2 separate regions of the Hordeum vulgare genome follow, and region 1 is linked to region 2. Evidence: chromatin contacts called from public HiChIP or PLAC-seq data. All regions are on one chromosome and are shown on one strand. Each heading gives the region's core, a stretch centred on a gene start, on an enhancer-like site or on the middle of the called end of the contact. The rest is flanking DNA. Distances are from core to core; before and after follow the strand shown. Region 1 holds the start of LOC123426768 (ultraviolet-B receptor UVR8-like). Region 2 holds the start of LOC123430300 (glutathione S-transferase TCHQD).

Region 1 (6,388 bases), core at 1,443-3,942, 580 kb after region 2:
AAAGATAAACCTGGAAGCATAAGAATAAACAGGGCAAGTAAGAAGAAGAGACAAAAAACAAAAAACTAACGCCTTCCATAGTCGGAACTGTAGAAGACAGCATTGCATGTAATTTCAATGAATAAAATCACCTATGGATGACTGGACAGGGATGGCTAGATGGGCATATATAAGCTTCTACTAGTCATCTCAGAGAACAATATGTATTCTAGATGTTTCCATTTAGGCAAGAGATTCTTCTGCAGTGTTAGCTATTTAACTATGAAGCATGAAAATACATGGGTAGTACTGCACCAGACAGGAAGCCAGTCCTTATCTTTGAATACTAGTCCTTCATATTCATCATTAATTAGTTCTATGATGACACTAACAGGGATATGTTGGGTGCTTGATAATACCACTCCAGAACACAGATATAGATGGTTCTCCAAAAAACAAAACAGATATAGATTGAATTTTTTTTTAGAAAAGGAGGCAAAGCCCCGGCCTCTGCATCGAGAGATGCACGCAGCCATAGATTATTCCATTTTTATGTATTAAGTAATGAAGGCATTAGTAGGAGTGCATCTGTGGGTGTAAATGTTAAGCAAGTCATGCCAATTTAGATCATTACCTCCACCGAAGATACTTTTTCAGGAACAAATCGGTCATTCCGATCACCAAGACCCAAGTTTCCATATCGACCCCAGCCCCATCCATAGATATCGCCATCTTCAGTTACTGCAGCAGTATGTTCGGCACCAGCAGCAATCATCTTCACAGAAATACCCTATACATTTTGGACCATTAGCTCTTAATAACCTTGCACATCATATTCATTAGAAGGTCAGCATGTGTACATTCTCACACAAGCTTTATTATATTTGTTGATAAATTTTGAGAAGATAGAAGTATACTTAAAGGTTATTTGTTTAATCATTAACGCGGTGCTATTCACTGATGTCTATATCAGAGTGGTACCTATGTATAAATGACGGAATGCCCATCCCAATAACCTGACAGGATCCCACCTACACTACATGTCATGTTGGTCTGTATAGGAGTGTTGCAAACCATAACAATGATTTTCACATGACATGCTTCCCCGGTAGGGAATCCCTACCGTAACAAAATGCGATCAAAAGATTGTTGTCATGGACAAATATCAAAGAAGATGACACTAGATTATTATTTTTCTTGTACCATATATTTGCATCTGCTATCTAAAAATAGCACATAAGAAGAATATTGCACCTCAAAAGCTTGAATCGTTTGTGGGAGCAGCGAATCTTCAGTAGTTCCAAGACCAAGCTGGCCATTTTGGTTACGCCCCCAACTAAAACAAGCATGTATCAGAAGTTCAGACTAAGTAACAGTCACTCGAAGATCAGCAAGAGCAATGCAGTGCAGGTATCTTATCAATTGCCGAAAAGTCCTCTCAGCAACACATAGTATCTTTTCCATGTTTTGAAAGGCGGCTGGTACATACTGTTGCTAGCCGTCTTACCTGAGCACTTCACCGGCCATGGTGACGGCCAGGCAGTGGCTATCCCCACAGGCTAGCTGCTTGATCTTGATCCCCTGCAGCGCCTTGACCGGCTGGGGCGTGAAGACGTCGGTGGAGTTGCCGTGGCCGAGCCTCCCGAAATCCCCCCACCCCCAGCTGTAGACCTGGTGCTCGTCCTCGGAGTAGGCGGTGGTGTGGTCCGCCCCGCAGATGACGGACGTGATCCCCGGCGCGTCGAAGCCGCTGATCACCGTCGGCACGAGCCGGTCCTCCGCGTCCCCGTGGCCGAGCTGCCCGTCCTCTCCCCTGCCCCACGTGCACAGCACATTGCCCGCTGCAAAGCACAAGCCGCCGCCGCCGCCGCCACGGCACGGACCCGTCAGCACCACGATCCACACTAACACCTGGACCTGGAAAGAATCCCCGCCCTGTGCGCGCCGAGACGACGCTCGACGAAATGCTCCCCATGCCCGGAAAGAAAGAAAGAAAGAAAGAAAGAAAACGGTCCGTTCGACTTACCGAGGAGGGCGACGGAGTGGCTGGCACCGGCGGAGACGAGGACGACAGCGGGCGGCGCTTCGTCGGCGACGGCGGATAGGGCCGCGTCCATCTGCCGATCGCCGATCTGGGCTCTCGCGGCCACCCGAGAGGGGTGAACTCAAGTGAGCGGATGAAAATATCTGGGAGGCCGCCAATAATTATCGGTAATGATTATGCTAAGCGACACCAAGAATGGCGATGGCTAGGGAGGGAGGGAGCCAGGGAGGCCAGGGGCGGGTTTAAAGCGGGCCGGGACCCGGAGGCGAAGGCGAGAAGGGACGGCGGCCGCGGTGGGACGGGATGGGATGGGATGGGCGACCTGCCGACTGCCGTAATAAATGTGCTAGCTAGCGTACGTACAAGCCCATCCCATGTGACGCTTCACAGCGCGCTCCGGTGACTGTAGTAGTAGAAGCTCGGCGAGATGGATTACCGCGCGTCATTAAGGGCGGCAAAGGTGGACGACGACCGCCTCCCTTTGCTTCTTGGCCGGAGAGCGGGCGGGTGTTTCGCTGACGCGTGGCCTCGTGACCGGTGGTGGTCCAGGCCTGCAGCGGGTGGGTCTGCTCTGCGAGAGGTTGGGGGTTTGGGGAATGGAGACGGAGGCGGAGGTGGAGGTGGAGGAGGACCACTCGTTCGGCCCCGGCGAGTGAAGAGACGAGAGCGCGCGACGTCGCCTTCCCCGGCTTATCTGAATTTTAAACTCGCTGCGCACCAACCCCTGCCTTTTTCTCTCGGCTTCCAAATCAGATGGATACGGTTGCGTCTGGATCATCGCCGTACGGGTACGTTGTATGTATCGTGCGTGCCAGGTTTGCCTTTTTTTCTTTTCTTTTTTAAAAAACTAGTACAAATACCCGTGCGTTGCAACGGGCAAAAAATATCATAAAACCTATTTCATGTGTTAGTATGCGTCATTTATTATATATAGTTTTAATAACCATCATTAATAATTTTAGAACTGAGACATGTTGTGAAAATAACATTTTTTGGAACACATGTTTTTCTGAAATAGAATTTTTGAAACATTGTGATTAATTTAAATGGTCTTTTAAAAAAGTTAGAACGTTTTTTCAGAAAATTTGAATTTTTTTAATAAAAGCATGAACATATTTAAAAGCATAATTTTTTTAGTGCAAGAAGAGTTTACAACACTCCTTATCTTAAAAAGCACACATGCTCGGTGCTAGCACGTATAACAACATCTAGTAGCTTTTGGTCGGTGCAGCCAATTAAAAAAGCATTCCACACTAAGCTATCTCCCACCGCATGGACCTTATCCGCATCACCATTCTTCCAGGCCCTGCTCTCCTTTCTCTTCTTCGTGCTCCAGCCACACACACACCCACGGGAGCGTGAGGTGCTCTAGTCCACTTGGAAATTGGATTGTCCAAATGGTGCACTCCAGAAGAAAGCGGGTGCACATGGGGGCGACTTCTCTGCCACATCGCTGAAGGAATTAGATGGATGGCTAATGAGATTGGTCGGGCCTGCACATGTGGCGGCTGGGTTTGTGGCGGAGGCGTGGCAACGGTGACCGGCGGCTGGGTTTGTGGCGGAGGCGTGGCAACGGTGGCCGGCAGCTGCTTTATGTGGCCGTGCGGATCTGCGCCCAGGCTTCAGGCTCCGGATCGGCGTGGTCGTCGTGTGCAGTCCACCCTCCCACGGCGCCTTGCCGCGGGGCTTCGAGCCTAGATCTCGCTCCCCTACGCGGTCTCTGGCTTGGAGCTCACAAAGTGGAGTGTGCGAGAGGAGTGATTCGGGCAGGAGACTGTTGCGGTTCCTGTCATGGTGCCACTCCAAGGACTCCGCCTGATTGGGGGATGAGGAGCACGACAGGCCGATTGCGGTGCTTGCACGGATGGGTGACCTCCTCGGCCTCGCGTCACCGGTGACAGGGCTGAGCTCCCTTGCGTCCTCGTCGGAAGCAGGCGACCGACGTCCTCCTACGCATACTTGACCCCGCCCCCTCGGCCTCACGTCACCGGCGACAAGGCTGAGCCGAGCTCCCCGAGCTCCCTCGCCTCCTCGCCGAAGCCGACGGCCGGCTGGTCGCCTCCTCGCCAAAGCCGACGACCGGCTGGGAGCTCCCTCGCCTCCTCGGCTCCTCCTGCACATCCTCGCCCCCATCTCCTCGCGCCTGCGCGCCCCCTCCTCGACCCCGCCTCCTCGTGCCCGAGCTGAGATGCCAGCGGTGGGCGTGCGTGGTCTCTGGATAGGATAGGAAGACGTTGACCGCGGGGAGGGGGGATTTTGTAAAAACGAAACGTTTTTCAACTATAAACAATGGACTGCGGGTTTATTCAGCCAAACGACATGGATTTTTTTGTAAAAATGTCTCGGTGGAAATTCCGACGGAAGCGATAGCCTCTTTATTATTAGGTAAAGATATATCGCATTAGAGGTGTTTCGTTGCCTACGTTACACCCAAACAGGATCAATCGGTGCGAAAAATAAAATTTGGTTGCGTACAGAGAGTGTGACTCACACGCGCGCACAAAATGTAGAGAAACCCAGAGCATGGTTTGCTAGGAACACAGAATCAACCGTTTCTGACGAGATATGCTGAGTCGAGCGTAAAATAGGAAACGACGTGTGCAGCGGTGTAAGGGGATTGGATGCAGAGATGGCGGGAGGCTGAAATGTGCTAGCGCGGAATGGTACGAAATCTAGTTTCAACCTTATTTACTCGCTCATCTCATGCTCTAGGACAAGTTCATCCTCAGTTCTTGACAGCGACAGCGGCGACAACTCAGATCTGTGCAAACGACGGAGGCGACACCATCACTGTGTGGCGACAAGAGGTGGATGTCCCCTTCTTCTTGGCCTCTGCCACATCCTCATAGTTGGAATCATGGCCCCCCTTCCGTGTCCTCGTCATCGACTCCGAAGCTAGTGAGCGGCATACACCCCCCTCCCTCCTCATGTGCTACGTCGTTTATTAGGCCCTTGTTGAGATCCCGATCCTAAAGCACACAAATCTAGCATGTCACACATCGTATAGTTTTGCGGCCTCACGTACGGTATACAACGACTGTCACCTTACCTAGGTCGGAACCATTTGCGCCTTTTGGCTCACGTATACGATTATGTCGCTAGTATCCATATGTCAGAGAAGATGGGTCGACATGACTAGTTATAGACCCCAGTGGCACAAACAGTACAGGGATAGACATACATATCCCAGCAATGCACATGTCAGCCATCAACGTGTGTAACTGAGTCGTAACGAGCTACAAGGACTCGAGTAAGCACCGCGTGACATTTCCCCATAAGAACAAACACATGAGTAAAGAAGGATACATGCCAGTTAATCGTATGTGTGTGGAGTAGTAGGAACTACCAAGGCTCAGTGGAAGCACAAAGAGGCATTTCCTTGTAAGGAAGGTTACCATAGGCATACAACTAGGTGTCGAACCCCACACATATCAATGCATTTCAAAACATACACGCAATATGCACGATATATGTAGATACAACATGGCATCACAACATAACTCTATGTTGGAAATATGCACTAGAGGCAATAATAAAATAGTTATTATTATATTTCCTTGTTCAAGATAATCATTTATTATCCATGCTAGAATTGTATTGATTGGAAACTCAAATACATGTGTGGATACATAGACAACGCACTGTCCCTAGTAAGCCTCTAATGAACTAGCTCGTTGATCAAAGATGGTCAAGGTTTCCTGACTATAGATATGAGTTGTCATTTGATAACGGGATCACATCATTAGGAGAATGATGTGATGAACAAGACCCAAACCATAAATGTAGCTGATGATCGTGTCAGTTTACCGCTACTGTTTTATGTATGTCAAGTATTTGTTCCTATGACCATAAGATCATGCAACTCCCGGATACCGGAGGAATGCCTTGTGTGTATCAAACGTCACAACATAATTGGGTGAATATGAAGGTGCTCTATAGGTATCTCCGAGGGTGTCTGTTGGGTTGGCGTGAATCGAGACTGGGATTTGTCACTCCGTATGACCGAGAGGTATCTCTGGGCCCACTTGGTAATGCAACATCGCAATGAGCTTGCAAGCAATGTGACTAAGTAGTTGGTCACGGGATTCTGTATTACGGAACGAGTAAAGAGACTTGCCGGTAACGAGATTGAGCTAGGTATGAAGATACTGACGATCGAATCTCGGGCAAGTAACATACTGATGGACAAAGGGAATAGCATGCGAGATTGATTGAATCCTTGACACTAAGGTTCGACCGATGGAAGATCTTCGTAGAACATGTAGGAATCAATATGGGCATCAAGGCCCCGCTATTGGTTATTGACCGGAGAGTGTCTCGGTCATGTGTGCATAGTTCTCCAACCCGCCAGGTCTACACACTTAA
Region 2 (6,671 bases), core at 2,232-4,731:
TTTAGCAAACAAAAAAGGAAGAGGAAGGAGCGCATAAGGACGATAGGAATGAGAAGCATTGGGAAATATCTCCACCTCAACACAAGAGGTGGAGAAACAGATAAGTTAGTAAGAGTTAGTAAGATAGGCTTTCTTCTATGTTCTCATTTGAGATCTCACGTCAAATATATGTGCATATATTTTGTTTCTACGCTAAAGCAGCCAAGCAAGCCAAAAAGAAAAGGAAGGAGTGCTTGAGAACAATAGGAATAGGAGGCATCGGGAAATACCAAACTGAATTCTCACCTCCAACACTAGAGGCGAAAACAAAGTAAGTTAGGCTTTCCTCCATGTTCCCATTCCTACTGCTCTCAGGCTCTCTTTTCTTCCTTTTCTCGACTAGCCTTCTAGATCTCAGATAATCTAAGTATGTGCACACATATGTGCACACATATTTAAGGTTTATGCATTAATCTAATGCGCAAGCGAAAGGGGAGAGGAGGGAAAGCTCAAGAACCATAAGAATGGGAGACATCAGGAAAGCACAAAACTAAATGTTTGCACCTCCAACACTAGAGGTGGAAACAAAAAAGTTAAGCTTTCCTTCATGTTCCCATTCCTAGCGCTCTTATGCTCTCTCTTTCTTCCTCTTCCCTGCTTACTCTCGGAGCCTACAAAATCTGAAAGAAAAAAGTATCAGACAACAAGCTTGAATTGCTGGATGAAGTGTTTCAGCTATGGTGTATAAATAGACGTGCTGTGCACTATGTCGACAACCACAGGGGGGTCAAGTAATAAAGACACCTAGTGCATCTAGTATTACTATAGAGTCAATGATAATGGGGCCCATTCTTGTGTACTGTACATGTAAAGCATGTGCATGGAGATCTTCTGCTTACATATCTGGGAAGCTCTGCACTCATACAGTAGGAAAATAGTTCATTGCTATTTGAGTTTTTAAAAATATGAACATGAAAAAATTAAACTATGAAAAAAATATTGTTTTTTAACACGAGGCAAAAGTTTTGCCCGTTTTATTGATTAAGAAGAAGATTGTTGCCCAGCTAATTACAGAAAACCCAGGAGAAAACCGAAACAAGAAGGGCTGAGCACACTTCCAACATCAAAAAACACAGGGCCAAGCCCACGCACGCTGACATCAGAAAAATTAACTTATGAGAAAAATATGAGTAAACAAATTTTAATTCATAATTTAATTTGCAATTAGAAGCTATGAGCTAGAAACAATATGAAATTGAAAAAACTAGTCTCTCTAACAAACTTGGAAAACATATAATCAAATAGAAAAGAAGATTGCAGTGACAACTGGTACATAAGATACCTTAGACATGAGGAGCGCTAAAACAGATGATAGAAATAATATTTGTCCATGAACAGAGACACATCGTATCAGAAAATCCAAACTGTGTATATAGGCCTATTATTCTGCAAATAATTCAACATCTAGATTCTGTAGGCTCTAAACAGCGACATTGGAGCAGACAGGTGTATAGAAAACAAAACTCTCAGGAACCATCAGCCTGGCCTTGGAGGAAAAACACATGATGGTATACTGGTCATATATTCAGCCTAAACTTTACTGTACACATTGGTTCAGCGTGTATCGGGTATGCAACACGCTGAACCACCTAGTATTTTCGGAACAAGGTTCGAACACAAAGGAAGAACGAGGTCCTAAAGAGAGTACGGTACTTCTTCCACCCGTTGAAGTACTTCCCAATTACAACCTTGTAGCTTGGCCTCTGCTTGACCAATGTGTGGTACTCCAGGACCCTGGGCCGGCTACTGATGTATTCCTCATGCAGATCAAGAAGGGCTATTCGTGCAAGAATGGGAATGAACATCGAATCAGCTGGTGAGAATTCATCGCCAGCGAGATATTTGGTCTTGTTGAGCTGGGCCTCAACATCATCAAGGAGTTTGCTCAGCTCCTCCTCACTTTGCCGCATAGTCTCAGGGTCCTTCAGTCTGTCTTCGGTCTCATATGCATCACGGAGCTTGACATGGTACATGCTAGCTAAATCTGGGGCTTCAGCCATTCGAGCAATCAGCACTCGACGAATGAACTTGGAGACAAATGAACGGTACTTTAGTGGGGTGTGAGTTAGTGTGAACATCTTAGGATTCCAACCATCAACTTTCTGCATCCATTGGAGAACCTCGGTATTCACAGGCTGTATTTCACCACTTAAGTGCACTGCGAGTCTGTCTATGTACCTATGAAAATATAGAGGAGATAAATGAATATTGCTGTTTGATCAGCAGTATCGAATGCGTCTAAGTTTGAGCCATTCCAAGGGTGAATGAAAGAACGTACTGGATGATATCGATGGCGCGGAAAATGACATGAGCGCCATTTTGGAAGACAGGGAGCTTCGCTGAAGGGTTCATTCGGAAGAAGGCCACATTCATGTTTTTCCCCGTTAGCGGATTGACATGATATGATGTGTAGTCAATACCCTTCTCTTCCAGGGCTATCCGCACCTTCTGACTGTCCAGTGAATACGGATGGTGATACAGCTGCATTGCTACATTAGCAGCAAAAAAAAAACATGTGATTAGTATCCCTGATCGGTCTTGCAGTGTGAATGGACTATGATGGGAGATGGACAGTTCGCTCAAACTAAGTTGCAGTGTGAGTAAGAGACTGTTATGAGAAAATAGGCAGTTGGTTCAAACGAAGTAGTCTCGGGGGATAGATGGAAGCAAGGTGGGTGGTTAGTGTGCGTATATTCAGATAGTTGCATATGGAAAAGGCGAAAACTATGAGAGTAATTGAAGACACGCAATATTCAGAGTCAAAAAACAACGGATTGATCATTTCATCTGTACATGTTTAATGTTATAATTTATTCATCAGACGATACTACTAATACATATACTGATCATAACATCTGCATCTCACTACAAATTCTAAGCACAAGGACCAATCGCGTTTGCCTCAGTTAGATGTTAGCCGGAACCAATCGCGTTGCAGTGTGAAATATAGACCTCTAATCTCCCGGGGTCATGAATTCAGGATCAACACACTCTTACAAGTGCTTTTAAATTGGGGGAAAAGGCGGCTTTGTCCAGAATCTCGCCTTTAGCCCAAAAGTACTTGTACGCAACCACAAAAATAGACAACCAAATCTAATGCACCCAGTCCGGCGAGTTCCACTCAGAAGTCAATCGGCGCCCGCGCCCGCGGCTGATCTCACACATACGCCCAACCGAAAGGGGCAGCAGAAAAAGAACCAACAAACGGCGAAGCAGAGAGAAGGGCCTTACCTGGCGAGGAGTCGCGGGCGGAGGCGAGGGCGACGGCGGGGGGCGGAGGATGGGAGACCGGAGAGGCTTCGCGAAAGATCCTTCTCGGCGAGGAGACGGTTGGGGGGGAAGTGGGGATGTTGTTGGTTCTCGTCCTCGCCGGAACTCCTGAAGTGAACTGTATTTCAGGCTGTCCTCACAACTTTGTTTGTCCCTCTGTCACTCTCCTTTCCTTTGCCTGCCCAGTCGACGCGCTCTTGCCACCGTGTTCTGGTCGGTCGGTTACTCGGGTTTGATTATCTCCAGAGATCCCTGCTGCGTGCACCCGGGTGTGATGCCCCACGAATCAATGCATGTGTCTAGTTGTGCAAGTATATGCTTGCTTGTGTGGGAAGCAGGAAGTATCATGTACACTATACTTCAAAAGTATTGCATGTCTTCTCCATTAAAAATGAGAAGAAAAAACAAGTACCATCACATGTGAAGGATAGTCATACGCGATATCTACGCTCCACCCCCACGCATGTCAAGCTATGATATATGCGATGCATTCCCACCTATGTGCAGGGACAAAGTCACGATCCATGAAGAAGGGCGGAGGGGTGGGGGGAAGGGGGGGGGCAAACACTAGTTTGAAGAGTGTTTATGCATTTTTTCGGAAATTTGAAGTGTGTATTGGCAAAAAGACAGTCAACCATGGGGGCCATGGCTCCCCCTTGCCCCTTTGGATCCGTCGTTGCCTTTGTGTGTCGCCTTTTGAAAGCGTAAGCTCTACAAAAAAAAGGACACAACTTGGCTTGTGTGCGACTAGACATGATCAAGCACACGGCTATTGCGCTCAATCCACATGGAGCGCAGTCTCTTGGTGACGATAGAGCTCATCTCCGTATGAAGATGACGGGGTGCAATTGAGCATACCATTGGCCACCAGCCAACAAGGTCCTCCAATCCATTTGGTATAAAACCGTGTCGCTTATATGGCAAGAGTGCATGATACCAAAGTTCTTGAGAAAAGGGAAACCTCAAAAGCATGTGTTGGGTATCTCCTAAACATGGCGGCAAAGCAAGTGGCAGGGAGGGTGCTGGAGCGCACGTCCTACCAACCTATCCACGGTCTAGATGTTGTTTTGACGATGAGCCACATGTAAATATCTACCTCCAAAGGCGCCCAAGAATCCCACAACTACCTAGAGTATAGGCGAATTCACAGTTGAAGATGAATGCAGCGTAAATCTCTCTCAAAGAATACATATTGTTGACTGAGAGGCACCTGGAGAAGGAGGTTTGGCATGTCATCAATGCTCCGATCCTGCAACAAGACCAAAACTCGAGGAACTCAATGATTGTCGACACAGATGGCGTTCCATTGATATCATCGACCCACCTCGCTCTGGGAAAAGAATAGGCCACAACACTATTTGCATCACCGACCGCACAAAGCTAAGCAGGTGGGGAGAAATTTGTGTGATACTATGACCATTGATCCACCGATTCGTCCATAACCTCATATGATTACCATCCCCTAGCAAGCAATGCATCCCACATGCGCAAGCTCCTTCGGACTCAGTGCAATCTGCATGCCTATCCACGGTTTTCCCAAAATAGTTTTCTCCCGCCATCGCCACCTGATGTAAAGGGACCGATTCAACAAGCCAAGGTTCAGCACCGCAAGCCCGCATAGAGGCTTGGGCGTACACACAATATGTCATGCCACCAGACAACATCCTCAGGCGTCCTCAAAGCTCCTCTAGAAGAACCCTTGCATAAGCTTGTCTATGCACTTAAAGAACTATGGCGGAAGATCAAGCGCCATCATGTGGAAGATAGGCATGGCTAAGAGCTTGGAGTGGAAAAACAAATACGAGTCAACCAAGGAGTTGCACGGTAATGTTGTCGACGAGCGATTGGTGCTCTGCTCTAGATAGAGCCTTGATTGAAAGTGTCAATCCAAATACTTAACGGGGAAGGGTTGTATCAGGCAATAGAGGGCACTCATGATGCCCTACAAGTCCAAAACAATACAAAGAGTTGGCAACACTTAGCTTTTTGAGAAATTGCATACCATACGCAACGTCGCTAGAAAAGAACGGAGTAGATCCCTCTGTGCGATGGCCTCCTGGGCGTTGGCTTCATCGAAAGCAGAACATCGTCGATATAAAAGTGACAACCGGTGGTGAGACTCCAACGGTGAAGCGGCTCAAACACATCTGCTGCCCGACCTTAGTGAAGATGGTCGCCAACACATCCATGGCAATGATGAACAGTAACGGGAGGACCCCCCCCCCATCCGATAGTCCACGGTCGTGTTGGAAATATGCCCTAAGGCAATAATGAATATATTATAACGTCTTATATTTTTCATTCATAATTAAAAGTTATATTTGTGTATTATACTCCCTCCGTTCCTAAATATAAGTCTTTAAAGAAGTTTCATTAAAGGACTATATACGGATGTATATAGACATACTTTAGAGTGTAGATTCACTCATTTTACTCCGTATGTAGACTACTAGTGAAATATCTTAAAAGACTTATATTTAGGAACGGAGGGAGTAGTTTGCGTTGGTTCTTAAGTATGAGATATAGAGGAAAACTCATCGCATGTATGAAAACATAAACACCAAATGGACCCCTGGTCATGCATCTAGGACTAGTTCATGTATTGAAGATGATCGTATCTTTTCTGATCATGAGCATTGTTAAAGTAACATGCCATAATAATAAGAACACATTTTTATCAAAATAATGGTGTTGGGTAGACCCAACTTATGAATTACTACGACCTTCGGCGATTTTGACCACTATAGCCACGGGAGAGAAGACGAGGGGAGGGGCGCAGGGCTGTTAGCGGATGGGGTTGCTGAATATGACTTCGACGGCCACGACACGGGTCGGATGGACAAGCGTTGATGAGAGTGTATTTTGCATGCATATATTTTTAGCAGGAAGTATGTATTTAAGGAGCTTGTTCCTGAATTTTTGAGCTATAAAAGGTCTTCAGAAAAAAGACTAGATTGCACTTACTAAACCGGATATCTTTAGGGGATTGTAATTTTTTTAAGAGGAAAGTAGAGATGCTTTCACTAACCAAACGCCCCGTTCAGTAAAGCGTTGGTTGTGGATCAATTTTGCATGGGCGAGCGGCACGCAAGCCTGTAGTGCAGCCGATATGTGTGTGATCCAAGTATTTTTGCTTGGCGGGGCCAATGGGTGCGGCGATGACGTAGGAGAGGTCAGCGTCAACAACAACGTGACGGTTACCTCACGCCGTATGCCCATCGCGTCCAACTCCGTTCTCCTCTGCCGACCATCCGATCCGACATGAACTCGGCGACAATTCAAGGAAAAAGTTTTCAACCTTGAATTTATATTGGTCGAACGAAATAAACCCTCAACTCGAAATCCCGATCCATTGCACCCTC

What was found. HiChIP or PLAC-seq counts read pairs in DNA pulled down with a chosen protein or histone mark.
Region 1: an H3K4me3 HiChIP or PLAC-seq map of embryo shows a contact between it and region 2, with 5 times the contacts expected there. The contact joins the promoter of LOC123426768 here to the promoter of LOC123430300 in region 2. A contact is called at or near these places in 2 of 6 Hi-C or Micro-C datasets (leaf and seedling) and 1 of 1 datasets of contacts at active chromatin or transcription factors (embryo).

Annotation. Positions count from the first base shown.
Region 1 is chr2H:483,146,879-483,153,266 of MorexV3_pseudomolecules_assembly, forward strand. It overlaps LOC123426768 (ultraviolet-B receptor UVR8-like), which reads right to left and starts at 2,693. Exons shown (of 11, transcript XM_045110649.1): 1 at 2,006-2,693; 2 at 1,487-1,820; 3 at 1,234-1,315; 4 at 614-769. The coding sequence starts at 2,096.
Region 2 is chr2H:482,561,173-482,567,843 of MorexV3_pseudomolecules_assembly, forward strand. It overlaps LOC123430300 (glutathione S-transferase TCHQD), which reads right to left and starts at 3,482. Exons shown (of 3, transcript XM_045114171.1): 1 at 3,271-3,482; 2 at 2,318-2,528; 3 at 1,330-2,217. The coding sequence starts at 2,526. The coding sequence ends at 1,629.